Linked DNA regions of Urocitellus parryii: region 2 is linked to region 1. The links are chromatin contacts, called in public Hi-C maps. All regions are on one chromosome and are shown on one strand. The core of a region is the stretch at or near the end of the contact, and the rest is flanking DNA. Distances in the headings are between cores, read along the strand shown. Region 1 holds the start of Dcp2 (decapping mRNA 2). Region 2 holds the start of Hnrnpa0 (heterogeneous nuclear ribonucleoprotein A0).

Region 1 (2,588 bases), core at 32-2,531:
ACCCAGTGCCTCACACATGCAAGCCAAGCGCTCTACCACTGAGCCACAACCCCAGCCCTGGTGCCAGACTTTTATATCGCTATGGGATATAAGAGATTTCACACATCAGCAGCTGATGAGAGGGTGAAAGGAAGCTGAAAACACAGTAAGCAGTTCATCTCAATAAAACACACACAATTTAGGCAGTTACACAGGAATGTGAGCGGAGGCACTGGCACGCTGCTCTCACAGGAGTGTGAAGAAATTATGCAAACCTAGATATAATGAATTTGACCGAAATTAGGAGAAAACATGAGATATTAAATGGTAGAACAGACTAAACTCCTGATAGAGCCGGTGTGTGTGGTGGGGGTTGGTGGGAGCTGTGAATCTGATATAAGAACAGATGGATCCAGTTTCGCCAAAGATCACGAATGAATTTGGACTCAACTAAGATGAGAAATGAATGAGGACAAGCCAATTACAGTGGTGTGTGTAATTGGTAGAATGCAAAGCCCATGTTCAGGTTCAGTGTTTCCTGAGATCTCACTGGGTGTCAAGTAGTGGGATAAAGTCCTTTTCTTCATATTTGGGACCAGGTGTCTGAGGATAAAAGAGAGGTGAAGCACATTAAAAACTGCATACTCTTTATGGGCACGGTGCACGCCACTAATTCCAGTGGCTCTGGTGGCTGAGGCAGGAGGATTGCCCAAGTTTAAGGCCAGCCTCAGTAATTTAGTGAGGCTCTAAACAGTTTTGCCAGACCCTGGAGAGGTGGAGAGGTGGTTAGGTGGTTAAGCGCCCCCAGTTTCAATCCCCAGTACCCCCAAAAAACAAAAATAAAATTATAGTAAAAGGCACAACCAGTGCCTGGAGAAATGGGGGGGCGGTGGTGAGTGAGTGCGCAGGCTATTTGGTGAATACTTGAATACATGTTAGTGCTTATCGGATTCTCGGGGTTGCCTCGCGTGGTGAACGAGTCACGGAAAAGTCAATGAGACCACGCCGAAGTCCCGGATGTTGGTCTCGATGTGGGCATGGAAGACCCTAGCTTTCTAAACTTCCAGGCGGTGCAAAAGAGGCCTGATACGCATGCGCCTACCCGTCCTGGCGCTCAGTCGAAGGCGGCGGGAAGTTGGTTTTCCGAGCAGGAACTGAGCATCATGAAAAAGGATTGGAGATGACGGACCAATAAACAGACGTCTCATTGGCTTAGCGTTCTCAGACTCCCAATCCTTTAGCTTCCCATTGGGCCTTTTAAGCAGGGCAGGGGCGTGACTGTCGGGGCTCCGCCCCGCGCCTCGGCCCAGCCTCGGGGTCCTGGGCTGAGGAAGCGGGACGGAAGTGAACGGGTCCCGCTTCTTCCCCCTTGGCTTTCGTCGGAGCTGCAGCCGCTGCCGCCACCGCAGCCCGCTCTCCGGCTAGCCGGAGCCTCTTTTCTGTACCCTTGGTCCCCGGCCGCGCGGAGCCGGGATGCACTGCTCCTGCTGTGGGTCCTCATCATGGAGACCAAACGGGTGGAGATTCCTGGCAGCGTCCTGGACGATCTCTGCAGGTACTGCGCTGCTGCGGGTTTCTTCTCAGGGTCGCCAACCCCCGGGCGTCCTCCGCGCGCCCGCTTGAAGGTCCTCGCTTTCCTCTCCCGCCGCCGTCAGCTCTCCACCGCCGACTCTTCCCCGCCACCGCCCCCTCTCCGTTTCTGCCGCAGCCTCCCTGTTTCTCACGGCCCCCATCCTCCCGCGCTGAGCACGCAGTGTCTGGTTTTCTCAGTATCCGCACGGGTTTCGCTTTCTCGCAGTTGAAGCCGCTCGTCCAGAACCAGAGTTTTCTTTAGCATATTTTCGGCCCATTTCTGTCTCTCTCTTTTGGTTGCTGACTTTCACACACCGTTTCTCCTCCCTCCGTCCCATTTTCTGAATCTGTAGGAAGCCCCCAGTGTATTGTTGGGTCGTAGGGTCTCTGGTACCTGGACCCATGGCAAGGAGCAGTTTTGAAACTTAAAAACCTTTCTTCTGCATATTCGTCTATGTCCGTGGCATTCTCTATACATTCCTAAAAATAATTTCTTATTCTCTCTTTCCCAGGACTTAAAAATCTTCGAGAGGGAGAGGGGGAAAAGTCGAGAGCTGCTTTTCTTTTCATCCCTTAATTATCTTACTTGAAAGGAAATTCTCATTCGCAGGGTTTTAACTCGGGGTACGTACACTTTCCCAGGAGAAATTTTGTGCATTCTTTCTTGTCAGCTGTGGTTTCGGATAACCAAACACGTGTAAAATGTACTTAAAATACTTCTTTGAAGTAAAATTTTATGGTAGTTAAGCGAGTTGTCGTCCAGAGATGTGGATTGTGAAGTCATTTGGATTACGAGTGAGTAAAAGCTCTGGTAAACACTTATGTACTTTTAATTATTGTACTTGTGTTTAAAGGTCAGACTCAGTGGTGTCGCATTCACGCTAATTTTTTTTTTTAAATGCCAAGGAAAGTTTGTGGAGTTTCTGCTGTGCTAGGTATTGGATGCTCCCTTCACATTTATCATTTTATTTAATTCTCGAAATAACCCTTTTTTGATAGGTGAAGTAATTTTCCATTTGTTTTCCAAACATGCAGAG
Region 2 (2,588 bases), core at 65-2,564, 170 kb before region 1:
AAAAAAAAAACACAAATTAAAACAAGACATTTTGCTAGTATAAAAACGACCAAGGTCCAAGTAATAATAAAAAAATAGAGTCCATCAATGACTGTAACACAAAAATGTGTATGTGGGGCCGAGTCCATTCTCGCAGGGAGAGACAAGAGAGGTGGCAGGCAAACAGGGGAACACCCCCCAAGGGTTAGCAGCCTTAGAAGCGGCTCCCCCAAGGGCAAAAAGGAGAAGGCGGTGGGAGGGGGAAGGGACTTAGGAGTTGACCCCACCTGGGTTGTTGAAAAGAGCTACCCCTATAGCCACTCCCAGACATTTTCAATTTTTTAGAAGGAGCTGCCTCCATAGCCACCCCCACCGCCATAGCCGCCTCTGTAAGGTCCACTGTTACTGCGACCGCCCCAGCTGCTGCCTCCGCCTCCGCCGCTCTTCATCGGCCCGTAGGAGGACTGGTGCTGGCTGTAGCTGCCGAAGCCGCCGAAGCCGTTCCCGTAGTCGCTTCCCCCGTAGGACGACCCGCCTCCGCCGCCTCCGTAGGCGTTGTAGCCACCGCCGCCACCGCCGCCGTAACCTCCGTAGCTGTTGTAACCGCCGCCGCCGCCCTTGGACAGGCCGTTCTGGTCTCGCCCACCGCCGCGGCCCCGGCCGCCGCGACCACCGCGGGAAGAGCGAGAGCCGCCGCCTCCGCCGGCGTGGATATCCTCCTTGGGGACCGCCTTCTTCACCTCCACGCGGTGGCCCTGGATGGGGTGGAACTTGACCACCGCGGCCTTGTCAGCCGCGTCGTGGTTCTGAAAATACACGAAGCCGAAGCCGCGCTTCTTGCCCGACTGCTTGTCGGCAATGATCTCGGCCTTCTCCACTGTGCCGAACTGCGAGAAGTGCTCGATCAGGTCGCCCTCGGCCACGTCTCCCTTAAGGCCACCGACAAAGAGCTTCTTAACCTTGGCGTGGGCGCCGGGCCTCGCCGAATCCTCCCGGGACACCGCCCGCTTCAGCTCCACCGTGTTGCCGTCCACGGCGTGAGGCGAGGCGGCCATGGCGGCGTCGGCCTCCTCCACATTGGAGTAGGTCACGAAGCCGAAGCAACGGGAGCGCTTGGTCTGGGGGTTCACCACCACCACGCAGTCCGTCAGAGTCCCAAAGGCCTCAAAGTGGCCGCGCAGGCCCGACTCACTCGTCTGCACATTGAGGCCGCCGATGAACAGCTTACACAACTGGGAATTCTCCATCTCCACCGCTCGGGCCTTCCCCCCGCCCTGCGAGCTCCGGGGTTTCGCCGTCGCCGCCGTTATCGTTAGCGGAGGCCTCTTCACAGCTCGGGCCCAGCCGTTGCTGGAGCCGCCACCGACGGGGAAGGGAGGAAGGGAAGGGGAGGGAAGGAAGGAGAAGAGGAAGGGGGAGGGAAGGGGAGAGGTGCCGGCTAGAGGGCGAGCCGAGGAGACTGGAAGACAACCAAGGCCGCCGCTACCGCCACCTCCGCTCCCCAATCTGGGCACCACACAAAGAGGCCGCTGAAGGCGCGCGCACCCTCCCCGAGGCGTGCGTCACCAGCGACGTACGGTAGCCCAGGGCTGCCAGCCAATCCCCGCCTCGTTCTCCTTAATCCCGCCTACCGCGCCGCAGCGCCGCTCTCGATCACGGACTCCCCGCCCTCCGCGGTCTATTCAAGCCTTGGGCCTGGTGTGCTTCCACCGCTTTTCGTACCGCCCGGCTTTCATTCCCTGTAGTCCCAGTGTACCAGGACGAGGGACTCTTCCTGCGCTCTGCGCACCTCCGCGGTTCATTTCCTTCCAGCCTCGCGGCTGTTCCCACTGATTCTCCCCCTCCCCTTTCCTTATCCCCTCGCCCAACTCCGCAGTGGCGTTCGCGCCAGCCCCTTGAGAGACATGTCAGTTCAGCCAATCACCGCGATCCCCTTGCACCCACTTCCGTTTTCGGCGACCGCTGGACGGGCGCGCTCCCCGGTGCGCGCTTCCCCCGGCTCCCCCTGTGTGCAGAGCCTGCCTCTCACCCCCGCGCCTCCTCCCGCCTACGGCTTGACAGGGGAGGGAATGAGGGGCGCGCTGGGGGCCGTTCCCAACGGATACGGCCTGGGGCTCCACGCGCGGGCTTTTTGAAAACTTGACTGTTGGGGTTGGGGGCCTGTATCCACCCGCCGCGTCTGGGCCGGCCGGGTACACCTGGCGTCCCCGCCCCTCCTGTTCACACAAAGATGGAGGGCAGAGGCCTAGTCCAGAAAGGCGGTTATTAACCGTTTACAGTGGGCCTGACGCGTGGTTAATCTAAAATATTTGACACGTGGTCCTGTGCAAAGAGAGCCCGAGCCAGGGTGAGACAACAGGGCGCCAAAAGCACCTCAGACCTTAGGACCCCGACGAGGCGTGAAATCCCCACAAACTTCCTGCCATCCTTGAACCTTAGCTTGAAACCTACAGTTCCCCTTTGCACGGTCCAGCAGACATTTTCATTTTACCTCCATGAACCCTTTAAATGCTTTATTTAGTGCATCTATGCGCTGCTTCCTTTCAACTAAAATGCTAGCTTTTTTAAGCTGTGGTATCAGACCTAGGGAATTAAACAGAAGAATACTC

Evidence for each region. Hi-C and Micro-C count contacts between places; a contact is called where the count stands out from the background.
Region 2: a contact with region 1 is called in a Hi-C map of muscle, with 3 times the contacts expected there. The contact joins the promoter of Hnrnpa0 here to the promoter of Dcp2 in region 1. A contact is called at or near these places in 2 of 2 Hi-C or Micro-C datasets (liver and muscle).

What each region holds. Positions count from the first base shown.
Region 1 is chr1:124,202,335-124,204,922 of mUroPar1.hap1, reverse strand. It overlaps Dcp2 (decapping mRNA 2), which reads left to right and starts at 1,281. Exons shown (of 12, transcript XR_003300017.2): 1 at 1,281-1,534.
Region 2 is chr1:124,375,724-124,378,311 of mUroPar1.hap1, reverse strand. It overlaps Hnrnpa0 (heterogeneous nuclear ribonucleoprotein A0), which reads right to left and starts at 1,314. Exons shown (of 1, transcript XM_026410691.2): 1 at 1-1,314. The coding sequence starts at 1,226. The coding sequence ends at 321.